Regions from separate parts of the Mus musculus genome. Here region 2 is linked to region 1. A link is a contact called in public HiChIP or PLAC-seq data. All regions are on one chromosome and are shown on one strand. Each heading gives the region's core, a stretch centred on a gene start, on an enhancer-like site or on the middle of the called end of the contact. The rest is flanking DNA. Distances are from core to core; before and after follow the strand shown.

Evidence for each region. HiChIP or PLAC-seq counts read pairs in DNA pulled down with a chosen protein or histone mark.
Region 2: a contact with region 1 is called in a BATF HiChIP or PLAC-seq map of CD8 T cells, with 5 read pairs. The contact joins two enhancer-like sites. A contact is called at or near these places in 2 of 115 datasets of contacts at active chromatin or transcription factors (CD8 T cells and memory CD8 T cells).

What each region holds. Positions count from the first base shown.
Region 1 is chr16:24,223,035-24,227,360 of GRCm38.p6, forward strand. All of the region lies in intron 1 of Gm31814 (a long non-coding RNA gene), which reads right to left. Among named protein-coding and RNA genes, the nearest start is that of Gm31814, 38 kb to the right of the region's middle. Within about 2 kb of position 2,252, at least 5 of the 459 cell types and tissues checked have an H3K27ac peak or open chromatin away from gene starts, as enhancers often do. A contact at or near this core is called in CD8 T cells, where this site is marked.
Region 2 is chr16:24,702,408-24,706,733 of GRCm38.p6, forward strand. All of the region lies in intron 7 of Lpp (LIM domain containing preferred translocation partner in lipoma), which reads left to right. Among named protein-coding and RNA genes, the nearest start is that of Mir28a, 120 kb to the right of the region's middle. Within about 2 kb of position 2,039, at least 21 of the 459 cell types and tissues checked have an H3K27ac peak or open chromatin away from gene starts, as enhancers often do. A contact at or near this core is called in CD8 T cells, where this site is marked.

The sequences.
Region 1 (4,326 bases), core at 1,002-3,501:
TGTTTAGAATTAATAGTCTTAAAACACACACATTGTATTTTTCAGGTGTCTTATCATAAATGTAGGTGATAAAATTTATAGACTGTTGGGATGTGCAAATTATAGATGATGTTCCGGGTCTCCCTTTTCTCCTTCCCAGATATTCCAAGAATGGAGGTTAAGAGGAGTCATGACAGAGAGTGACATAATATAGGTCACTTGCATCGAGTTCTCCTACACAGCCTCAACCTCACTACACAGAAACAGCAACAAATGTCAGTGGCAGGAAGTACAGAACGAGAAGAATTAACCACACTTTTTTTTTTCATCCAAACTCCAGAGTCACACACATTTACGGTTGGTTTGACCAGGGTTGGGGGTGGGTGAGGTGGCTTCTCACATTTTTTTAACCAATAGGATTTCATAGCAGTCATCAAAACAACAGCCTTTCCCACAGCTGACCTTTCATGATAGAGGGCTTGAAGGGAAGAAAAGAAAGGAGGGAGAAAACATGGACTTTGCTCATTTGTCATTCTAATAGCTGAGCACTGGATCGGTCTGATGTTGCAGACACATTGATTTGATTAAGATACAATCCATGGGTCATTCAGGCATATAAAGTACTCTTGCTTAATTGCAAAATTAACAATGGAACAGGATAAATCATTACCAAACTGAAGGTTATTCTGGGATTCATGGATTTTTTTTTCTTTTCCTCACCCAACTCATTTTCTCCATCTAAAGTTGTTTTCGACACTTGGTTAAATAAAAAAAAAAAAATCTGGACTAAAGCAACAGTCAGTACATGCCAGCTCTTCAGGGCATCAGCTAAGGGAGCTTACACACACAGAGAACTGGAGTACTGGTAAACCCATCTTACAAAGTGTTTCCCAGAATGCCTTTGCTTCCTAAGTATTCACATGATTCACAGGACTTGGGAAGCCATCCATGGCCTCAAGAAATCATCTCTGAAGACTTGAAATTTAGCTTCCATTTCTTAGCAACACAGAGTTTTTTCAGGACAACCTAATTTTGAAGCTTAAGCAACCTTTGTCCAATCACTTATTGACTGTTATATTCCAAGCACCATGATAAATGATGAGTGAAGGAAAAAAAAAAAAAAGCAAACAAAGATTCAATCTCTTTCTCAACAAACTTCCAGTCCCTGGGTTCTTTGGCTTTTGTGATTACATAAAAAGCACCTAGCTACACATACCAGTGCCTGACAAATACACAAGTGAATGCTCACAACCATCCATTGGACAGAGCACAGGGTCCCCAATGAAAGTACCCAAGGAGCTGAAGGGCTTTACAGCTCCATAGGAAGAACAACAATATGAACTATCCAGTATCTCCAGAGCTCCTTGGGACTAGACCACCAACCAAAGAAAACACATGATAGGACTCATGGCTCTTGCTGCATATGTAGCAGAGGATGGTCTAGTCGGTCATCAATGGGAGGAGAGGCCCTTGGTCCTGTGAAGGTTCTATGCCCCAGTATAGGAGACTGCCAGGGTCAGGAAGCAGGAGTGGGTGGGTTGGTGAGCAGGGGAAGGGGGAGGGATATGGGGGATTTCGAGGGGAAACTAGGAAAGGGGATAACACTAGAAATGTAAATAAAGAAAATATCTAATAAAAAGGAAAGAAGAAAGAGTTTTGAATTCAAGTTTGGGAGACATTGTCCAATATCTATGGACTTGAGAAGAGCACTTTACTCCCAAGAATCTTGATTTCCTCGTCTGCAGAATGAGAATGAAGACCCTGCACTGGATAGTTTTATGACAACTTGACCTGAACTATAGTCATCTGAGAGGACAGAACCTCACTTGAGAAAAATGTCCCCACAACATTGGACTAGAGGCAAGCCTGAAGAGCATTTTCTTAATTGGTTATTGATATTATAGGTCGTACCACCCTGGGCTAGTGGTCCTATGTTCTTAAAAAAAAAAAAAAAGCAGGCTGAGCAAGCTATAAGGATCAAGCCAGTAAGCAGCACTCCTTCATGGCCTCTGCATCAGCCCCTGCCTTCAGGTTTCCACCCAGTTTGAATACCTACCTTGACTTCCCTTGATGAACTTGGGATATGTAAGCTAAATAAACCCTTTTCCTCCCCAAGTTGGTTTTGGTCATGGTGTTTCATCAGAGCAATAGCAAACCTGACTAAGACCGAAATTCAAACCAGGATTGTGGGTTATTTCTGTGACAGACTTGACCATGTTGTCTTTCAGAGTACTGTGAAAGGACTTTGGAACTTTGAGCTAGAGAAACCATTGAATGTTAACAGTTCAGTGGGCAGTTTGGTAAGAGCTGAGAAGATAAGAATGTTGAGGGCAATGCAGGTCTAGGTTGTGAAGTCTCAGAGGGAAGTTTCAATTTTCTTCCACAGCCATTTACTATTTTGAGTTAAGATTTTGTGGTTCTTCTCATTTGGGGCTGGAGAATAAGCTCTGGTTATCAAAAGATCAGCACCATTGAAGTGAAACCTACTTTAGTAGGACAACTGATAGTGGTTAGTTGGAGCTGAGAAACTATTGGCAATGAAGAAGATACCAGAATCATGGAAGGGAAATCTGGAAAGTAGCTTTTCCTCAGGCTCAGCCCACAGAGCTGTGTACCACAGGTGGCCAAGGTTGTACCTTGTGCTGGCAGCCAAACACAGTAGTAGTGTATAAAAGTCTTCTGGGTGGTAATGGTTTAGAAGGCATGGATGGGTCATGTAGAACAACTGGAGCTGAGCTTCTGGGGCGGGTGGTAGCAGAGGCCATTGGTCAAGGTACAGCCTTGGTAGAAGTTGAAGACAAAGGATTGAAGGGGTCATGAAGAGGGTTGAGGCTTGGTACCATGAACAGAGCATAGGAGAAGCTATTGGTGAATGCAGCCCAGTGGAAACAGAAGACCCCAGAAGTTTACTACCATGAAATGACTGCCAAGTGCCAAGAACAAACACCATCAGCCTTGCAATGGAGCCAACCGGAACATTGGAGCCAGTCTGTATGTAAAGCAGAGGGTGGAGTCAGAGCAGGGACCCGAGCCCTTTGGAGGAGCCCAGAAGATCAGGAGTGAATCACACATTGAACATTGATTTATTTACACTATTGGATTTTGGTTTGGTTTTGATCTGATTGCAGCTGTACCCAGTGTCTTTTTTTTTCTGGGCAAAGTATTTATTTTTTTATTGTACTGGATCCCACAGTTGAGAGACTTTGAACGTTCGAAGATATTTTGGAACTTTACAGAGATTTTGCATTTTAAAAGAGACTGGATATTTCTAAAGAGATGTTTGAAATTGTAAGGCTATGGAACATCTTAAGCGTATAAAAATTCTTATATTGCAATGTTGATATTAATGTGTCATCTAGGGGATGAACAAGTAAACAAAGTTTATAGCTTACCAGAGATGTGTTTATGTGTCAATTTGACAAGAGGTTAATTATGCTGGCTAGTTTTACGTCAGTTTGACACAAGCTATAGTCATTTGAGAGGTGAGAGTCTAAATTGAGAAAAAAAATCCTCCATAATAGTGGGCTATGGAGAGGCCTGTGGTGCATTTTCTGTATTAGTGTTCATGCTGGAGGGCCCTTGGCTGGTGGTTCTGGGTTCTATTAAAAAGCAAGCTGAGCAAGCCATGAGGAGCGAAGCCAGTAGGCAGCACTCCTTCGTGTCCTCTGTATCAGCTCCTACCTCCAGGTTTCTGTCCTGCTTGAGCCCTGCCTTGGCTTTCCTCAATGAGCTGTGCCTTGGGATGCATAAGCCAAATGAAATCTTTTTCTCTGAGTTACTTTTGATCTTGGTTTTCATCACAGTCACAGTGACCCTGACTAATACAGAAATACAGATCGACTTCATGGGTTCTTTTGAGAGCCAGTGAAACGATGCATATAAATTTCAATGAATATATAAGGAAATGCTGGGCTTCAAGTCCTTTTTGATATTTATGGAGCAGAGATATCACCTCAAAGGAGTTATTAGACACAGACAGCAAGCCACCCACCAGCTGTCGTTTGGGACACCATTTATTTTGTGCTCTGGCAAATGACTCTGATAGCCAATACAGCAACAGATTGACCATCTGAGAATCTCTCAGGGCCAATGGTCACATGGAGAACAAGTGACATGTGACATGTGACTTTTTGTTATAGTCTCTACCAGCCCATTCAGCAGGGTTGTTTCTCAAATATCTCATACAGTATCCTGTAGTCATGTCCCACAAATGCACCCTGTCTGATTTCTGATTTATAGAGTCACAGCAATCCTTTTAGTAATAAATATGATCCCAAGAGATCTCTGAGATAGGCCAAGAGCATTTCAAAGAGAGCTTGCCTCTGGAACCCCACTTTTGGGTAAAAA
Region 2 (4,326 bases), core at 789-3,288, 480 kb after region 1:
TCTGGGCTGATTTCCACCTTAGAGCAGTTTCAGTATAGCCTGGGCCAGTCACCAGCATGGGATAAACTTAAGGTAGTGAGAAGTCTTGTGCATATTGATATTGGAGTCATGTACATTGCTGATTTAAATGATGCCTGATAGACCCATGGGCAGTACATATGGAGTTCTCTGAGAATAGATAGATGCTCTTGACCCAGGAGAAAAGCCTGGCCAGTAGGGTGAATTTGGTATCTGGGTGAGTTTCCAGCAATACACCAGAAACTCGATTACATAAAAGAACATTATTTTTCTTACCTTTACTTTTATTTAGTTTTGGGGTTTACAAGTTTAGTCTCTGAACACTTCATCTCTTTTTGAAATGTACCATTTTAGAAGAGTATAAAGCTGCTTTTCTGGGCTTATGATGGGTAAAATAACAACCTAGTAATAGTCAAATTGTAACTTCTAGATCTTGTGGACAAATTTCTTTATTTGTTTAGTCTCAATGGGCTAAAATGAATAGAGAAAGTTTATATCCTTTCTCGTTTGAGCTTCTAGAGCCTGCCTGCATTCCTTTGTTTATATCCTCATCCACTGTCTGGAAAGCCTGCAATAAATCAGCTCTTTGACTATGCTTTCTTCCATATGGTTCCATCTGATTATACAGGGAGTATTTCTGCTTTGGGGGCCTTGTGTGATTAGATTAGGTCTACCTGGGTAATTCAGGTCTTTGTCTTCATCTCAGATTGTTTATGGTTAACCACATCTTCAGCGTTTATTCTGGCAAATAAAGAAATTTGTCCACAAGATCTAGAAGTTACAATTTGACTATTACTAGGTTGTTATTTTACCCATCATAAGCCCAGAAAAGCAGCTTTATACTCTTCTAAAATGGTACATTTCAAAAAGAGATGAAGTGTTCAGACAGGAAGTAGGCTTTTTCCTTTAGGTAATACATCCTGAGTTTATGTTGATAGTAACAGGGAATTCATTCATTTAGTGCAGACATATGCAGTCTGTTGTGTAATATCTCATTAAGGTCAGTAGCAGGTCCTTGCTAGCCAACAGTGATTTGTAGCGGTTTCCACGGGAAATGAAGTACAGTGGTTACCTGTTCTTGGAACACATTTCAGTATCTTGTATGTTGTAAATGTTCACATCATTATTTTATTCTTTCTCCTTGCTTTGGTTTTGCCCTGATGGGAATACTACTCAAGGTCTAAAGCCTTTCTGAATTTTGTTGTTGTTGGTTGTTATTAGTATGTTTTATTACTGTAACAAAAGACCTGGAGCTAAAATAAAAATTCTTGGAGGTTGACATTCAAGCAATATGGCTCTGTTAACAGCCAAGTTTTTCTGCCCTTACTTCAAGGCAAATGGCATCATGGGAAGAGTGTCCTCATATGCATATATCAGAAGGCAAGGTTTGCCTCCATGAGCATTCATTTCATAATCTGCTTTTTTCACAAGATCCACCTTCTAAAGATTCCCAGCTCAAGAGTATCACATTTACCAAGCTTCCAGTTTATAGACCATGGTAGTGTTCACTAAGACATAGGCCAATCATATTATCGACCTGTGAAAAGTTGCCCTAGCTTTTTCAAGCCGCTTGTAGCCTGCCCAAGAACAGCACGATTATGTGCCTCAGTTACAGTGCAGCCCACGTTGTGGTGCTTCCTGGAGCTGATGTACAGTGACTGAGCCAGCATAGACCTTCAGATATTCACCCCAGGAGCAGTACCCATTCTCCCTGGAATTGTGAACATATTTAGGAAGTCTAATCATCACCTCTGTTTCCTGGTGCCTTTAATGTAAGAATAGGTGATTAACGTGTATGCTTGTCTAAGACTGACTTGTCATACATATGAGCTGGAGAACAGAAATAGATGGAAAGATTTTTGTGATAGATTATGGAAGAGAAGATGTATTGTTAAGTCAAGTCCAGTTACACTGTTGAGTTGCAGAGCAGATCAGCTAAACAGGATGTTCTCTTGTAACTCTCCTGAGGTGGGCTCAACCTCAAAAGAGAAGGTGTGAGTGTGGTGTGCCCTGCCGGAGCCTCTACCGAGTGAGTCACTTATGTGAAAATGTCTTGACATACATAGAATTGTAGAGCCCACACTGTATCTGATCACAGAAATGTTACTGCATAATAGCAAGCTGGCTTTGATCTCCATGGGATTGCAGGCTGGGGGATGAGGAGGGGTGGCTTTTGAAAGGTCACCTCTACTACTCAGGAGAACACAGAGTATCAATCCCTTATATCTGCGAGCTGGTGTAGCAAGCATTGGAAGTGTGTGCATTAAAGGAAAACTGCCATGTATCTTCATGTGTGAATGGGGTGCTTTTTTTTTTTCTGGAAGAGCTTAGCATCCTGACTACTTTCCCTTCTATGTTGTAGTTGATGATATCTCACACCCACTGGTGTGTGAAGAGGAAGAACCTGCTATGCCTACTTTCTGTGTTAGTGATGTGGCATAATGTTTTCTGGAAATGCCACACAATTTCAAATGTGACTCCTTTCTAAACTTGCGAATAGAGTTGACAACAGTGAAATATGTCCTGTAAACAAACCCCGAGACACTATCTTTTGAATGAGTGGTAGTTGAATTTATACCAAATCCCAGAAGTAGGAAGTCCCACATGTGTGGAGTTCTCTCTGCTGCCCGAGGCCCACAAGGGGCAGTGCCGGGAACAAAGCCTGCATCACCTACTTACTCTCATTCCAGTCCAGCACAGCTGAGTCCAAGTTTTATATTCTATTACTCACAATCCAAATCGATGGTAACATATAATATTTTACCTTTATTGAGTAAAACTGCAACTCTCTTCTAAAGGTGATTGCATTGCTATGTGACTTTTTATGCTATTAAATTCTTCTACTCACATCTTATTTCTGGAATTGCAAGAGAAGTAACCGAAGGACTCATTTATCTCTTTTTATGAGGTACTTAGTGGACATTGTTGAATGTTTTCTGGATGGTGAGGGTACAATCACAAATAAAGTGAAATGTACGTCCTTAAAGGGTTCATTTTCCTGTGGGAGAGGATTCAAAAGCAGACAATTATGTACTAAAGTCTAACTAAGTGGTAGAGAGAAAGTTGAAGGTAAAACATAGAGGGGATGGGATGGTCTGGTCATTGCGTTTTTTTCTGGGGTTTCTGGGGAGACACTTAAGATGAGGTAGCATTGGAGCACAGCTACCTAGGTTGTATTGAAACAAGCTATTAGATGCATGTTAAAGGATGTTCCAGACAGGCACGTTTCAATTTTTTGTTATTTTAGGGGATAGAGGAGAAAAGACGGCACAGATTCTAGCCAGCAATGGCATGGGTCAGATTGGAAAGCAGCCTGGATTGGCTGCTGCACTCTGTGAATCAAGATGCTAGGTATCAGTGAGAAAGAAAGCAGCTCCTGATCATGGCACAGGGCTCTGGACTCTGGGTCTTCCTTAGAGGGAGCTGGGGAACATCTGGAGGCTTTGATGAGAAGTGTTCTAGTCATGGTGGCCTCCTGCTGGAAAACAGACAACAGGCAGTAATGCTTCAAACTACCTAGATGTGAAAGCTGGCAGGACTCTATCAATGAGACAGGTTGTAGACAGGAAGATCCAAAGGTTTGCAAGTCTAGGACTGATGGCCTAATCAACAAGATGGTGGGCAGATGGGATGTGAGTAGTAACCACTTACTGAGGTTCCAGCAGACAGAAAGAGCAGGCATTTGGTTTCCATTTTTAGAGGTGCTTTCATTTTGACATTTATTTTAGACTTTTATTTGTTTGTGGTAGGGTGTTGGATGTGTGTGTTTGTGGCTTGTGTGTGCACATATGCACACAGACACCGTCGTAGCTTATTGGGTATCTCCTCATATCTTTCTCTATGTTGTTTTACTTTGTGCATGTACAGGCTTTGCTTTCTTGCTTGTACTTATGTCTGCACACTATGTGCCTGCCTGGTGCCTACAGAGTTCAGAAGATTGCATTGGATCTTCTGGGACTGAATTCTCAGTTGTGAGCCACTGTGTGGGTACTGGGATTGGAACCTAGGGCCTCTGCAAGAGCAGCACTTAACCATTGAGCTCTACTCTTAACCATTGAGCGTCTTTTCAACCTTTGTCATCATTAGTTTTTGAGACAGGTGTGTCATTTGAACTTGAAGTTCACTTCTTTTGAGTGGTAGGCTCAGAACTCCTGAAATCCAAATGTCTTTGTTTCCAAGTGCTGGGCCTTTGCTGGGGGTCTGAATACAGGTTTCTTGCTTTAAAAGCAAGTTCTTTTATCTAATGAGCCATATTCTTAGCTTTTTCTTTCTTTTTTTTTTATATAATGGGGGAAAGGGAGAAAAGAT